Linked DNA regions of Ovis aries: region 2 is linked to region 1. Evidence: chromatin contacts called from public Hi-C data. All regions are on one chromosome and are shown on one strand. The core of a region is the stretch at or near the end of the contact, and the rest is flanking DNA. Distances in the headings are between cores, read along the strand shown.

Evidence for each region. Hi-C and Micro-C count contacts between places; a contact is called where the count stands out from the background.
Region 2: a contact with region 1 is called in a Hi-C map of hypothalamus, with 4 times the contacts expected there. The contact joins the enhancer-like site here to the promoter of TTC19 in region 1. A contact is called at or near these places in 14 of 16 Hi-C or Micro-C datasets (blood, hypothalamus, liver and 7 more).

What each region holds. Positions count from the first base shown.
Region 1 is chr11:33,235,314-33,242,642 of ARS-UI_Ramb_v3.0, reverse strand. TTC19 (tetratricopeptide repeat domain 19) reads left to right here and starts at 4,217. Exons shown (of 9, transcript XM_060395474.1): 1 at 4,217-4,435; 2 at 4,515-4,627; 3 at 5,943-6,053; 4 at 6,480-6,518; 5 at 7,241-7,297. The coding sequence starts at 4,267. ZSWIM7 (zinc finger SWIM-type containing 7) reads right to left here and starts at 4,135. Exons shown (of 5, transcript XM_042256702.1): 1 at 4,018-4,135; 2 at 2,078-2,099; 3 at 1,075-1,177. The coding sequence starts at 4,108.
Region 2 is chr11:33,336,766-33,344,094 of ARS-UI_Ramb_v3.0, reverse strand. SPECC1 (sperm antigen with calponin homology and coiled-coil domains 1) reads left to right here. Exons shown (of 15, transcript XM_042256705.2): 7 at 117-295. Among named protein-coding and RNA genes, the nearest start is that of ADORA2B, 71 kb to the right of the region's middle. Within about 2 kb of position 3,219, at least 7 of the 54 cell types and tissues checked have an H3K27ac peak or open chromatin away from gene starts, as enhancers often do. A contact at or near this core is called in hypothalamus, where this site is marked.

The sequences.
Region 1 (7,329 bases), core at 2,968-5,467:
TTCTAAGTAAATACAACACAGAAGTTTTAACTGCAGCATTCAGCACTAATCACCCCAGCTTACTTCAGGCAGAAATGCACGAGGACGTGCCAGCTGGCTGCACCATCCTACTACATGGAAAAGTGAGTTCATGGGCCAAGCCATCCATGTGCCCGAGAGGCTTTGCTCAGTCACTTGCTAAAAATGAATCACCATGGTCTCAACTCTGAGACAGTCATAAGTAAACCAGAACCCCAAAGCTCAAAAGTTCCACCTTTCCTGGTCTTCAACAAGGCCTGGATCTCATACAAGAGCTGATGGCTGCTGCTTCTACCCCTGCCAAACACAAAATTTTGGAGACCACTGCCAACATTTTTATTTCATTCACAAGATCCCCTTCCCTGAATCCCAGCTGGCTTACCATGTCGTGGCTAAACTTGGGGTTTGGGGGGTGGAGAGTCTGGCCCGCTGTTGACATAGACAGGCAGGACCGTCTGCTAGCTATACAACCCTGCTGCCATAGGGGACTGTTAATTTTCTGCATCTCAGTTTTCAGCAAAATATCTTTCCGGGCTTTTGGTAAGAATTAGCAATACATGAAAGTAATTTAGAGTCTGATAGGAGTCCGATTTGTACTTTACAAACCTGCCTACCTTAAGGTCTGCTTGAACTAAGGTCCAAGTAAACTGCCCACATTCAGCACAGTGTGGCCTTCGTGAATGCTTCCAACAGTTCTGACAGATCATTTCTGTTAGATAAACCTTGACATGTGAAAGGACCTTAAAATGCATTTTGGCTTTTGCTTGTAAGCAAGAGACAAGGAACAGGGTGATCCCTGTAGTGTTAAATGACAGAAAGGGGAAGTTGGCTGTGATCAGCAGACCTGGGCAAAGAGCCTCCCTGGATCATTGCTGGTTCCACACGCTGCTCCCAGGTGGGGTTAACAGGCCACATCTATCTGACTGTAACTACTCACACTCTCATTTCACTAAGTTGGGTCAAGTCCTTTCAACTGTCCACCAGCTTTCATACAGATTCATGAAACATTTGTCCTAAGGGGATCTGGTTGAGATTATTCCACCTCTGGGTTTCTACCTGGTAAACACGCCTCCCGCTGGGCGAGGAGATTAAGGTGACAGACTGGCGGTCAACTAGGTCCAAGGCTTGGACGGCTGATGAGCCGAAGACAAATTTCAGCCTGGGAAGGAGAGGAGCCTCAGGTTAGATGATGGACTGAAAGCCACCTCTCCGACTCGACCCGAAGGATTACCATCAGCAGCTTCTGAAAATTTATTTTAATTTGGAAAAAAACATAATACAGCAAAATCCCACATAATCGACCGCCCAGAATAAATGTTAACATGTTGTTTATAAAGAAGACTCTTTATATGTCAGAGGCCTTCCTGTTCTTCCTCAATTTCTTCATTCTCAAGGCAACCACACACATTTCATATTGTTTTTATATTTTACTATACACAGTATATATGTGTATGTGCATACATACACACACAAACATATATACATATGGTGATGTTTTCTAAGTTAAAAACATGAACAGTATATTCTGGGCTTTTTGGCAACTTTTTTTCCCATTCAGTGTGCTTCTGAGAATGATGCACATATATATGTGTGTGTGTGTGTGTGTATGTGTGCATGTATATATATACATAAACATATATTTTAAAATTTAACTTTTGGATAATATTCTAGTGTATGTACCTAGTACATTTTATTTCTTAAATACGCTTAGCCTCTCAGGAAACAGGCCTCCCCAAGCAGTGTATGTGTAAAAGTTGTTGTTCAAGGGTCAAATGTCCTTCTCTTTTCATGTGTTAGTAGTATAAGAGTTACACCTTTTAGAATAATGTTAAAATACAGTGGCACTTAGGACAATAAGGGAGTGCCTTGTACTGTCAAGTACAGTGCTGGTTATTCACTTGAGACAGATTTTTAACAATCACATCAATAAAATATTATTCCTAACTTAGTAAGAATATTTTCTAAAACAAAAAAAGAGTTGATGTTGAAAGAACTGGCCTTTAAAAACACACATTAGTGGTTTATAAAGAACCCCAAATACAAAAGGATATATACTTACGATAACAGATGCTCATCAGGAACTGTAAAACAGGAATGGAAAGTAAGTAAATTGTGTTAAACCAGTGACCAGAGACAAAAACATTTTTAAAAGGATATTATAACCAAAAAGACTTATGTGTAAGATGGTGAACTGAACCTATGCATCAAATTTTACTCAATATTCCACTAAACAATAATACAAGAATTTTCTAAAATGAATAAACTCTCAAGGATGAGGACAGGGAGAAACACAGCTAAGATATGTTCAAAAATTATTTACAAGACCTGAGAAAACTGAAACAAGTTAGCAATAGGAGAGCCAAGCAACAACCTGATTTGCACTTCAGACTCTAATACACTCACTCCCTAAAAAAAAAAAAACCCCTCCAGAAATTGGTGGCACCAGATGGCTCTGGAGTGGGAATGAAGCAGGAGGGCTAAAATAAGACTGTGAAAGTAAGTTTAAGTTGGAAGGTAGTAGAATACTACTTTAAGATGTCTGAGTAAATATTTCCAACATATAATTCAATAACACCTAGCCAAACTATCAATTAAGTCTCAGGACAGGAGAATATGTGCTCTATAAAATAAGACAGTAAACTGAGAAAAAGAAAACTGTACAGTATACAAAACATTAAGGCTCAAAGTAGGTAAAGGGAATTCCCTAGACAGTAATGGTGGGGGAGATCTCAGGAGAGCACCCTGGAAGCTCTAGAAGAAAATGAAATGGACAAAACACCTCAGCATCTTGAGTAGAGGATTCAGAACACTGCTAAGAGTTTGAAGTTGAATTATGGATGTGTGTGTGTTTGTGTTAGCCACTTAGTCATGTTTGACTCTTTTCGACCCTATGGACTGTAGCCCGCCAGGCTCCTGTCCATGGAATTCTCCAGGCAGGACTACTGGAGTGGGTTGCCATTTCTTTCTCTAGGGGATCTTCCTGACCCAGGGATCAAACCTGGGTCTCCTACATTGCTGGCAGATTCCTTACCATCTGAGCTAAAAGGAAGTTATTGAATTAGGGATAAACATATAGAAAAGTAAACAACCAAACAAATGCAATCATGACAGTTTTGAGAGGAAGCAAAAAGTTACAGTAAAGAAGTAGTCATCACTTACTACATGGCTCAGCTGTGACTATATTTTACATCATATAAGTGTAAACTCAGAATACTGATCTAAAGAAAATTATCGTCGAAGGAGGGGGCTCAGGAAGAGTGTATGACTGTCTAAGAACAAAGATTTTTAACTAGAAGAAAATGGCTCTGAAAAACGTGAATCGGTGATAGTAGTCTCTATGAGCCCCAAGCCTCAGGGGCGCCCCCTTCAAGACTCTCACACTGTGCTCTTCACACACAACCCTTTCTGGCAACCACTGTTTGAGCTGTCAACAGACTGGTTTCTCCCCCAAGCTTTTTGGGATTAGAGGATGTTCGAATACCTGGCTCGCCTCATCTTTTAAGCACATGTACTGCTTTAGATTTAACTGAAATGAGAAAAGTTGGCTTCCTCCTCTCAATTCTTTAAAAAACAAGTCAAGGTAAATCCTTTTCAAAGTGCGGTCCTTTGCAAACAAACGCCGCCCAAGTGAACCAGCAAGGTTCACTGAAGCCTAACCGATGTTTTGGATGGTCATTCAGATGGCGGCGGTGGCGCCAGCTCTAACGGGGACGCGCTCTGGCCCCGTGCGCTTGCGGCCAGGGGAGTCTGGTCACAGAGCGTCCTCTGCTGGTCAGAGGAATAAAGGCACAGCCACAGCGTCCAGACCCCTCAAGTCCTGCATCTGGGGCCCTGAAACAGTCACTCGTGCACAGAGGTCAGGAGGGGAACCTTTTGGAACAAACACAGACCGCGGGAAGGAAGGGCTACAGGCGAGTTAAGAGGGCGGAGACCTCCCCAGTGGGCCCGGACCCCCGAACCCCGTCCCGCCGGCGCTGCTTCCCGCGCCCCCGCCCATACTCGGCGCGCCGTCCCGCACAGCCGCCGCCATCTCGCTCAGCAGCTCCTCCACCACAGCTGGTAACGTGAGAGGCCCAGTCGGAGCCGCCATGGCGGTCCCGCGTTCTCCGGGGCAGGGGAGGAAGGCGAGGTGACGTAGACTTGCGTCCCGGCGCATGCGGGCGGTCCGGCCAATCGGCGGGCGTTCGGCGCCAGGGGCGGGACTTCCGGAGCCCGTGGCCGCAGTGCGCAGAGGACGCTCTGGGGGCCATGTACCGGCGTCTGGCTGTGGGCCTGGCCCGAGGTCTGTTGCGGGTGGCGGAACGGCGGGGCCGCTGCTACCCGGTGTGCCTGCTGCCCGGGCCGCCGGGAGTTCGGGCGCCGCCGTGCCGAGGGGCGCCGCGCGGCCGAGGCTCGGGCCTACTGCCGCTGCTGGCAGGTGAGGGGTGCAGGCCGGCGGGCCGGGCGGGCCGGGCTGGTTGGGCTGAGCACGGTGACCTCAGTGCCCCTTCCTGCAGCGCTCGCCTGGTCCTCGAGGCCCGCGGCGGCGGAGCAGGAGCGACGGGGCGCGGGCGGGGCTGCAGCCGGGGACGCCGAAGCCGAGATCATCCAGCTGCTGAAGCGAGCCAAGGTGAGGGGCTGCAGCACGTCCCTCGACTACGGGGACCCGGGTGGACGGAGTCGTGGGGTCCGTGCGTTGGGCGCAGGTGGAGGCGGCGCTGCCGGTTGCGAGGTTGCGAGCGCGGGGAGAAGTGCGCACAGGCTGAGGGGAGCGAGGCGGGCCTCTTCTTCCTGAACGTTTTCCCCTCTTCCCGGGGTGCCGGGTCTCCTCCTTTGCGCTGACCGCCGCCTCATGCCCACCGCGTCCACCCGAGTGCCCGCACACGGCAGGTGCGGCCCGCATGCCAACTCTATTTGAGGCTTCAGCTGACCCAAACGAACCTGTGGTCTTAGGCACCCCTCCGACCCCTTCCCTCAGTACCTCTTCTTTTCTGTAGTCTGCCCCATTCTGAGAACTTGTGTGGTACCTACCTACCACCTCCCATATACCAAGAATCCAGCAACGAATTTTTGTATTTTGCCACCAAATCCAAAATCTCGAACCTGTCGCCTCTTCGGTGTCTCCTCCTGTCGCCCTGGCCACGCTGCCACAGCCTGCAGTCTTGTCTGCCCTGTTGCCCCCTGCCATCCAGGCTTGACAGCAACTGGATCATTTAAATGTAAATCAGCTGGTGTCATTCCGTGCCCACAAGCCTTGATTGACCCGTCACAGCGTTTGTGGTAGAACCCAGACTCCTTGCCCTGGCTGGTGAGACCTATGGTCCCACCCCATTGCCTCCCTACTTGGCAGTAACAGTCACCATCAGTTGACATCTGTTGACTTTCATTGTTTGAGTGGTTCTTGAAAGTCCGTTATCTTCAGTCTGTAGCACCTTCGCTCCTTCCCTGCTGTCTGTTTGGGTCAGTTTCCCCCATAGTTCCTTCCTTAGTTGGCTGTTTTTCTTTTTACCTCAATTTAACTGTCGCTTCCTTGGGCGGCTTCTCTTGACTCCATTTGAAGGAAACCCCTTGTTCCTTTCTCTTGCCTTTCTTCGCCTGTATCATTGGTTGTGATTGAGCCCCACCTGTCCTGCAGGAAGAGTGGAGGAGGATGTAGGGCCAGCAGCTCCGCTATAAGAGCTCGTGAAAAGTGCTCACAATCCTGCTGCCTATGTCAGCCAGTGTGCTATATCTGTGGCCATGCGGAGCTGCAGGGGAGCCCCTCTCCAGTCCCCACTGCAGACACCATGCCTTTGCAGAGCAGGGATTCAATAAGTGTTTGAGGAATGAATGACTAGCTTCCCTCTGTGTACTGGGACACGTAGCCCATACTCGCTTCTGTCTGGCGGTGCATGTCTCTGTTCTTTTCGTGTTTCAGTTTCTTTTATTTTGTTTTCTCTTTTCAGTTATGCATCATGAAAGATGAGCCAGAAGAGGCAGAGCTGATTTTGCATGATGCTCTTCATCTTGCCCACAAGAGTCACAACACGAAGGCCATTGCTTACACTTATGACTTGGTAACTCCTCTGACCAGTCTGAGCCGCCGCCAGTGGTGCAGGAGAAGGGCTGTTAGTGTTCCTGATTAGTATTCCTGACCTGCAGGATGTCTCTCTGGGTTTTGTTTTTACTAAGTTTTCTTTAGCTTTCCATTTTTATTACCCTTGAACTGTCACCTGTAAGAAACCTCAACCCCAGACCGAAAAGAAACAGTTAACATTAATATTTGTGTTCTCAGTGAAGAGTGGATCTAGAATTGTTATCATCAAAGTCTATGCACGTACTCTCACCCCATTGCTGAACTTTGCTTCTAGCAGATTAGCAACAGTTTCTGGACTGTTTTTTTAGATAGAAGGTGAAAGCAAAGGGGAGTTTTCAGTGTAAAGATTTTGAAGTAAGTGGAAACAATGCTTTAAACTGAAAAACAACTTATAATCTGCTTTCAGATGGCGAACTTAGCATTTATAAGGGGTCAGCTTGAAAATGTAAGTAAATCATGTTGTAATGTTGTGAATTTGTGAATGGCTAGCTTCAAGGGACCTCTGCACATAAGGGTACAGGCAAAGCTTCTGTAACAAAGAGACCCCAAGATAAAGTGACTGAAATAAGAAGGAAGCGTATCCCTTTAATGCATTAGTCCAGAGGCGGCTGAATCCTGAAGAGGGGTGGGCACTTCTACCCCATGAAGTGACCCAGGAGCCCACATTCCTTCTAAGATGTATTCTCGCCTGAGTACGAGCACTGGCTCACCTCCAGCTGTGGGCAGGGAGAGGATGGAGGGCCAGCAGCGTCCTTGTGAAGTACGCTGTTGAAGCTGTTTGTGTAAACTGCGTGCATCTCTTGGCCGCAGCCTCCTCATATGATTACACCTGAAATGCAAAGGAAGGACCCTTGACCTAGTGGAAACTGAGGAGACTGTACCAGAAAAGGGTAGTTTGCAGTCTCTGCCACAGTGGGTTTGGGTGGGAAGTTGATCTCTGAAGCTGGTTGTACACATCACAGAGTAGTAGTGTGGTTTTCAAGTAGTAGTAGTAGTTTTCAAGGTGCCCAGAGGATGTGGGGTCCCGGCATTTTAGTCTTTTTCTAACGCAAGGTTACCTTTCTGTATATGTGTTTTTCAAGGAATGCTGCCTCAGACTAGTACTTAGAATGCAGGGTCATCTAGATATGGGGCCCAAATAGAAAAATCTCTTCCTTATGTTTTTAGGCAGAAAAACTTTTTAAAGCAACAATGAGTTACCTGCTTGGAGGGGGCATGCAACAGGTAAGGACATTACATAATATTGCATCCTAGCT
Region 2 (7,329 bases), core at 1,970-4,469, 100 kb before region 1:
CCGTGCCTTTTCCCAGCACCAAGATCCCAAAGCCCGTCTTTCCTATGGACACCCCTGGGCCCTGGAACCATGGCTGGGGCGTCAGTCTGATGTGGGCGCAAACCTGGCTTTTCCAGGACGAGACGGAAGAGTGGCGGCGCTTCCAGGCTGACCTGCAGACGGCGGTAGTGGTGGCCAATGACATCAAGGTCGAGGCCCAGCAGGAGCTGCGCGCCGTCAAGCGGAGGCTGCTGGAGGAGGAAGAGAAGAACGCCCGGCTGCAGAAGGCGCTGGGGGATGCACAGACCCGCGGCAGGTGGGTCCCGGCCGCTCTCCTCCCCCAGGCTGCGGAGGTGTCTCTGCCCTCACCGAGCCTTCTCCTTCCTTCCAGGTCCTTCTGCTGCTCTGTCCCCACCCATGGCCAGGTTATAACTAGCTCTGTGGCCAGGTTATAACGAATCCTCTGGCGAGGTTATAGCTAACCCATGGCCGATGAATAACTAACCCCATGGCCAAGTTATAACAAGCTCCATGGTAGGAATAGTCCATAGAGCCCCATGACTGCCGTTCCTGGTGATGAGGAAGCTGGTTACCATGAGGACAGAGCTCCAGCCAAGTCCTCTCTGGGGTCTGGAGGAGAGGCTGCTCTTCCATCTCCTTGTTGGTTCAGCACCCCATGTGGGTCATCCTCACTCAGTGGGAGAAGCTGGCCTGCTACGCAGCCTGGCTGGTGGGTGCAGACCCCACCCACTGTCCTGGTGCAGGGTATGTCCTTTTTTTAGCAGCTCCTGTATGCCCTCTGCAGAAGAGCATGAAATAACTCACTTTATTTCAAAGGGTCAGCATGGAGAACACACATCGGGCCAATACGAGATTCCCTTCTTCTTTCGGGGGGGCCGATCAGGGGGAGGACATCGCAGTCCGCATTTTCCCAACAAGCCTGTCCTAACAGCGAGCTTTCAGAGGAAGCTGTTCCCAGAGTGAGCTCAGAGTTGCTTATTGTTTAAAGTTTAAATGGTTTCCGGGCAAGATTGTCACAGTATTTTAGGCTTCAGCTCATGCATTGCTGTCTCTCCCCTGTCAGGAATAGATGTCCTTAACATTGAGGTTCTTGGTTATTAGAAGTTATTTTGAATTTTAAGATGTCTCTCAATATAAAGCACAGTAGAATTTAAAAACCCTTAGTAGATTCTGGATATAGATTTGTACAGCTTGCAATTTATAACTGTTTTCCACCATTGCTGGAGGCTGGATTCCCAGCCTCTGGGTCTGATGTAGTGTCGTGAATTTCATGGCAGTGGAAGGGGTAGATTTCTACTCAGAATTCTGTTTTGATTCTCTTACCAAACTTGCTTTGGTCAGTCTCGTGACCCTTTGTTTATGAAAATCAAGATCATGACTGTGTAGTGAAACCTATACTTTCTGGCCACCAAAGCACATGAATTTTCAGTTCAGGGAGCAGCCAAGTGGGAAAGCAGATTTCGTGTTCCTTGTTGAAATGACTGTGGGTTGTTCTGGTTTACTGTGGTGTCTACTTTTGTTTGCTTGTCCACGTGTCTTGGTTTTCTATTGTGTGTCTTTGGAGGAAGAACCACATCATAACTTGCGTTGCTTCATATATACGTCATCTCACAGATAAACAGTGAAAGACAAGCCCTGAGTGTAAGATGTGGCCCTCAATAAGTTATTGTATAGATCTAAGAAGCAGGTCAGATTATCTGTACAAGCCTGATGTCACAGGACGCCTACATGTAGCTTGACCACATAGGGCCCCCCATTTGCTATACCCAGCATTTTCTAACTTAGGGGCACTTTTTTTAAAAACGCAGTACATTTCTCTTCTGATTTTCCAGTGATTTGCAAACCTACCTCCCAAATACAGCAGTTTAATCCCTTATCACACAATATTTCAAAATTCGAGAACTGACACATTACGGAACCTGTGCCATCAGTGGGTTTCTTGGCCGTCATTGCCTCAGGCCACCCTCCAGACACTTGCCAGAGTGGTCTCTTACCAGGCTCTGGCCACCCTGACCAGCTGCCTCTTCTAAGTGTTGGCCTTGGAGAAGTTACTTGCCGGCGGCCCTGCCTCTCCCTGAACACACCACCTGAGCCAGACCTGGAACCAGCTCCCACCCTCCAAGGTCCCAGATCAGCATAGTGCTTCCATCTTGGCTGCCTGAGTTCTTGACTTTGACAGTCACCTAACAAGAACTCAGAAGTCATCCTTGGCTCAGCCACAGCCGAAGAACGTGCAGAAAATTCTAACGAGGTCCTCCAAGTATTAGTACAACAAGAGAAGGTAAGAGCGTTGTAGGAGAAGCACCTGGATCATGACTCCAGGTGGACCGATTCGCCTTGTCATCAGCTGGCTCTCAAGAGAACACAGGCCAGCAGGCGGGTGGGCGGCAGGCCTGGGTGAGCAGACGAATTAGCGTTTGTTCCCAAGAACTCAGTACCTAAAACAGTGGAGCGTTATTTAGCATACTAATTTTAGATGACTCTAAAACTTAGCTCATTAGCTATCTTCAGCCCTGTGAAGTTTTCAGAGGTATTTTTATTTTGGAGTCAGAATAATTGATGTTAAGATACATGGCACAGTTAGGCTCTGATCTCACCTTTGCAGGTTTTCTCCCCAGACCAAGCGCCTTTGTCTCTTAAATGAGGAGGTAAGAGTAGGTCAGGTTTTAAGGCCCATCCCCCCAGGCTCTGCTGTTTTCTGAGACAAGTTGATGGGCTGAGCTTTCTCTGATGGAGAGTCATGGACTTGCACGCCCATTGAACCATCTTCCTGACAGAAGCCTGGGGTCTCCCTTACATATGGCACCTCCACATGAGGTTATGGACCTCATCTTTCTCTTCCAGAAATCTGAACAAGCCTGTGTAGTTTTTGTGGACCTGAAAGTGGGCAGTTTTGCCAGACACATAAATTATTGGATGAAAGGATCATGAATAACTTTTTCAACTCTGGCTGTTTCTTGTTTTGAACCATTAAGGGAAATACAATGAAATTAAAACTTTCATCGAAATTGAAACAACAGATATTCTTCCTGAAAAGTTGAGTCCTTGGGCCTGGCAATTTTAGAGAACACACATGCAACTCAGCTTACTGCCTCGATGGGCCACACGCAGCCTCTCTAACAAAAGACCCTGTCAGTGAGACGTGCATGACGTGGGTGTCTCAGACCAAAGCAGGGACAGACCTCTCTGTGTGTCTGCTCTTACCGTGAAACTGTTAAAGCCATTGTTTGCAGGGGACTTACTCGATTTCTGCTGTACTTATTGTGTGACACCAGTGAGCAGCCATGGGGAACATCTTAAAGAGCTAAACACGCTGAAATGTCTGTGCACGATTAGCTGTGCCAGCTTCCAAACTAGGACATTTCAGGTGCGCGATGCGCCAGTCTGTGCTTCTGGTTCTTGCATTGCCGCCCCTGAAGCCAGCAGCATGCAGCCTGTCACTGCCAGCCTCCCTGGGGTCAGCTGTTAATTCTGTGTGCGCGCCTGCATTCTGACTTTGGTTGTGTGCCTCTGTGCGCCCTGTGTTGTTTTCACAGATGTAACATGTCACACTGCTTGCTGGGTGTCTGGGGCTGTCACTGGAAGGGAGGTGTGGGGCATTGGAGGTGTAGCTTCCTGGGTCCCTGGGATTGTCGACATGTCCAACCCCCTCCCCATCCCCACCTTGGGGAGAGGCCAGTTCTCAAGAGGATTCCCGCACACTTTCTGAGCAGACCTCACATTCATACCTCCAACTGTTGGGCTGCTGGCATTTTATTTGGCCCTCGGGGCAGAAACTGGTCCTCCAGTATCCCGGCAAGCATCACCCGTTCACTCGCACAGACATGCATTTTCATAGCTTAGCTTCGCAAGTGTGGCATCAGAGAAGCCGCCTGTAGTTCTGCAGAGCTGCGTCTGGCCTGCTGCCTGGCCCCGTCTACAGATTCACTTTGAAAAGTGGGCCAAGGGTGTGTGCCTCCCTGAAGCCTTTAACACTTGTGTGCCGTGCCAAGTCACTCAGTTGTGTCCGACTCTTTGCGACCCCATGAACTATAGCTCACCAAGCTCTTCTCACTGTCCATGGGGTTCTCCAGGCAATAATACTGGAATGGGTTGCCGTTCCCTTCTCCAGCACGTGTGTACACAGCACGTGTGTATCATAAAAGAAGTCCTTTTTCTTTTTTACTCTTAACTGTAGGACAGTAGAGGGACCCACAGGCCATTCTGTCAGGGGCCTGATGTGATTGGTCTCCGTCATCTCTGCCGACACCCTTGTCTGTCAGCAAAGGTCTAGTGGGAGGAGCCTGTTCATGGCATTCTTTCTGTCTGTAAGACCTCTTGACTTCTGCAAGGGATGGGAAAAGTCAAAATCTAGGTGTGCTGATCCTGTCCTGGATCTGAGCTGTGCCCCTGGACACTGCCAGCTATCAGTTCTTGTGTGTAGACTGCAGTCGTGTTACATGGAGTAACCCCTTTACCAGCCTGTGCCTCCTGTTTCTATCTTCCAGCTCCATGGTCTCTGTCAGCTAGCAGAGCAGGTGGAGGAGGAGAGGCCGCCCAGCCCTGCCGCGATGGGGAGCCACAGCCATTTCTGTGTGAGAGGGGGCATGTGTAGGGGAGGAATGCCCTTTTCATAAACAATCAAACGGTCTCCTTAGAACAGCCATTGTCTTGAACAGTCATTGCCAGGAAGTCTCTCTGCCTTTTTTTTTTTTGCATTTTGGAATCAACTCTGCACAAAGATGATCCTTCCCTTTGATTTTCCCCGTTTCTTCTCAGAAGATTCAGCAGTCTTTGAAGCACAAAATGAAATTGTTCTAAAAACAAAAGACAAAAAACACAAAGTACGAGTCTGTCGTGAAAACATTTTTTTAGAGGCAGCCAGGGTGCTGAGTTGGAGAAGGCAATGGCACCCCACTCCAGTACTCTTGCCTGGAAAATCCCATGGATGGAGGAGCCTGGTAGGCTGCAGTCCATGGGGTCGCTAAGAGTCGGACACGACTGAGCGACTTCACTTTCACTTTTCACTTTCATGCATTGGAGAAGGAAATGGCAACCCACTCCAGTATTCTTGCCTAGAGAATCCCAGGGACGGGGGAGCCTGGTGGGCTGCCGTCTATGGGGTCGCACAGAGTCAGACACGACTGAAGCGACTTAGCAGCAGCAGAGTGCTGAGTGAAGTCTGTGGCTTTGCATGTGCAGAGAGAACACAAACCAGGCCACACTCTACCCTTTGGAGTTTATTTTTATGCTTCCTTTTGAATACGGAATCCAATAAGCTTGAAATTAACACTAGTTTAGGTGAAATAGCTGTCCACGTGACGTCTCTGAAGAAGTTAGAAAGCCCTACTTCCCCCATGTCAAGCCTTGATTTCGCCTCTTCAAGCTGAGGTCTGACTTCCTCACCTAGTCCAGAACAAGCCACTGCCACGTGTTGGGCTGACTTCCAAAATCTCTTTGGGGTTCTGTTAGATGTTTGCTTGATCATAAAGGCTGTGGTTGAATCAGACACTTCCACGTGGTGACAGTGCTGATCAGAACTGCATTGAGAACTCACGAGCATTGGCAAAAGCCTCGTGAATAAGCTCACCTTGGAAACTAAAAGACTTTTCCAGTCCAGAATCGTGTAACTCAGAGGGATCCAAGGTTCAAAACGAGACTGTAAACTGTTGGAAGTGCATCCATTTGTGAAGATGTAAGACCAGGTCAGCAGCCTCCGCCAGGCAGAGACCACTGCATCCCTCGTGTGAGGAGCATCTGGACCATCAGCTACCGTATAGGAGACGAGACAAGATAGGACTTCCTGTCTGCTCCACAGAAACTTAGGCAAACTGGTCATCTCAGGAAGACGTTGGAGGGGGGGCGGGTCACTAGAAGACTCAACTTGAGAGGTCACTGTCCTCTCTGTAAGAATAGTTTCGATACCCGCTGGAATTGTCCTTGTGGGATAGGAATTTATATATCTGTAAGTTTACCTCGGACTGAAAGTCCTTACGATGATATAAAATTCACTTGCCTGGTGTTTTCAAATATAAACAAGAAAAACACAACCTCAGCTTCAAATGCGCAGCTGTCTCTGCCCCACATATTTTGATCTTTCTTGGGAGACTGTTGACTATTTTTATATATAAGTGTTTATGAAGTGCTAAATAAATATGTAATTATTTAGAAGAGTCTGTTGCCTGATTTTTCACCCCTGGCAGGACCTCCAGGTCACTTTGTTCCCAGTTTTCTGGCACGTGTAGTTTCAGAACTTAAAAGCCACATCAGATGACTAGAACCAAGGCAGAAGCAAAGCTGCATTTTCAGTACACTTTGTAGACAGGAGGTTGACTTTTAAGTGCAAATGATTTCATTATTGGAAATAAGAGGGCAAAGAGCAAAGATACTAATTTTGCATAAATGAGTTTTTAATTAAAAATTCTGAAGTATCGGAAATTACAGTACATGGAATTTGAGGTCCAGAGTTGTCTTGTTGAAATCTAAAAACAGATTGTTTGGTGATTGACTGTATTGGATTTCTTCTTAATTGTGAAGTATTATTTAGGTGAACTCATAATAAAATGGAAGTGTTAAACCCCTCTGGTAGCATCTTGGAAGGCAGTCAGTGTCAGCAGCGTTCTCCGCCCATGGAATTGAAATCCCACATTGACATCGTTCATTTCATCCATTTTCAGAAAAACTTTCCCAATACGCTCTTGTTCCTTTTTCTCTTAAGCTAGTTCCCCTTGAAGATATTTTCCTGCCCTTACGAGATTGCTAATAACACTCAGCCTTTCATTTTACATTGTCACCTTTTGTTTATTCTCTTGGTTTTATTGCATTCTCAAGGCAGAGGCTTTTCAATGTCTGAGTCTGTTTCTTGTCCTTTATTTACACATCTGTTCTCCCTCACGTGCAGTGAATCTCTTCACCTTACGCCGTGAGATCTGTCCGTGCGTCGGGGCCTGTTTTTGCCTATCACTTATTCTTGCTTCAGTGGATCCAAGTGTGTCAGGACCTGTTCTCTGCCCAGGATCAGTGTTTGGATTCTGCCTTCATCTGTGCTCACTCTGCCCAACCACTCTTGAAATCTTGTATCTTAAGCTAGAGGAGAGGCTCTTTAAGGTAAATCTCTGCGGAATGTCAGAGATAGAGGCGCTGAAAGAAATGTAGCAGAAAAGGTGCCAGCGAGGAAATTCACCAGTGTCCAGTTTTTTCTCTGTTTGGCGCAGGTGGCATGTGGGAGCTGGCTTTGGGGGTCTGTTTTGCTTGGTCGTTATCTGTTTTAGGCATGTCCTGTGGCTTTTTGTTACCGTCCTTTGTGCCGCGGATCAACCACCCTGGCCTCCTCAGATGGTCGTGTCTCAG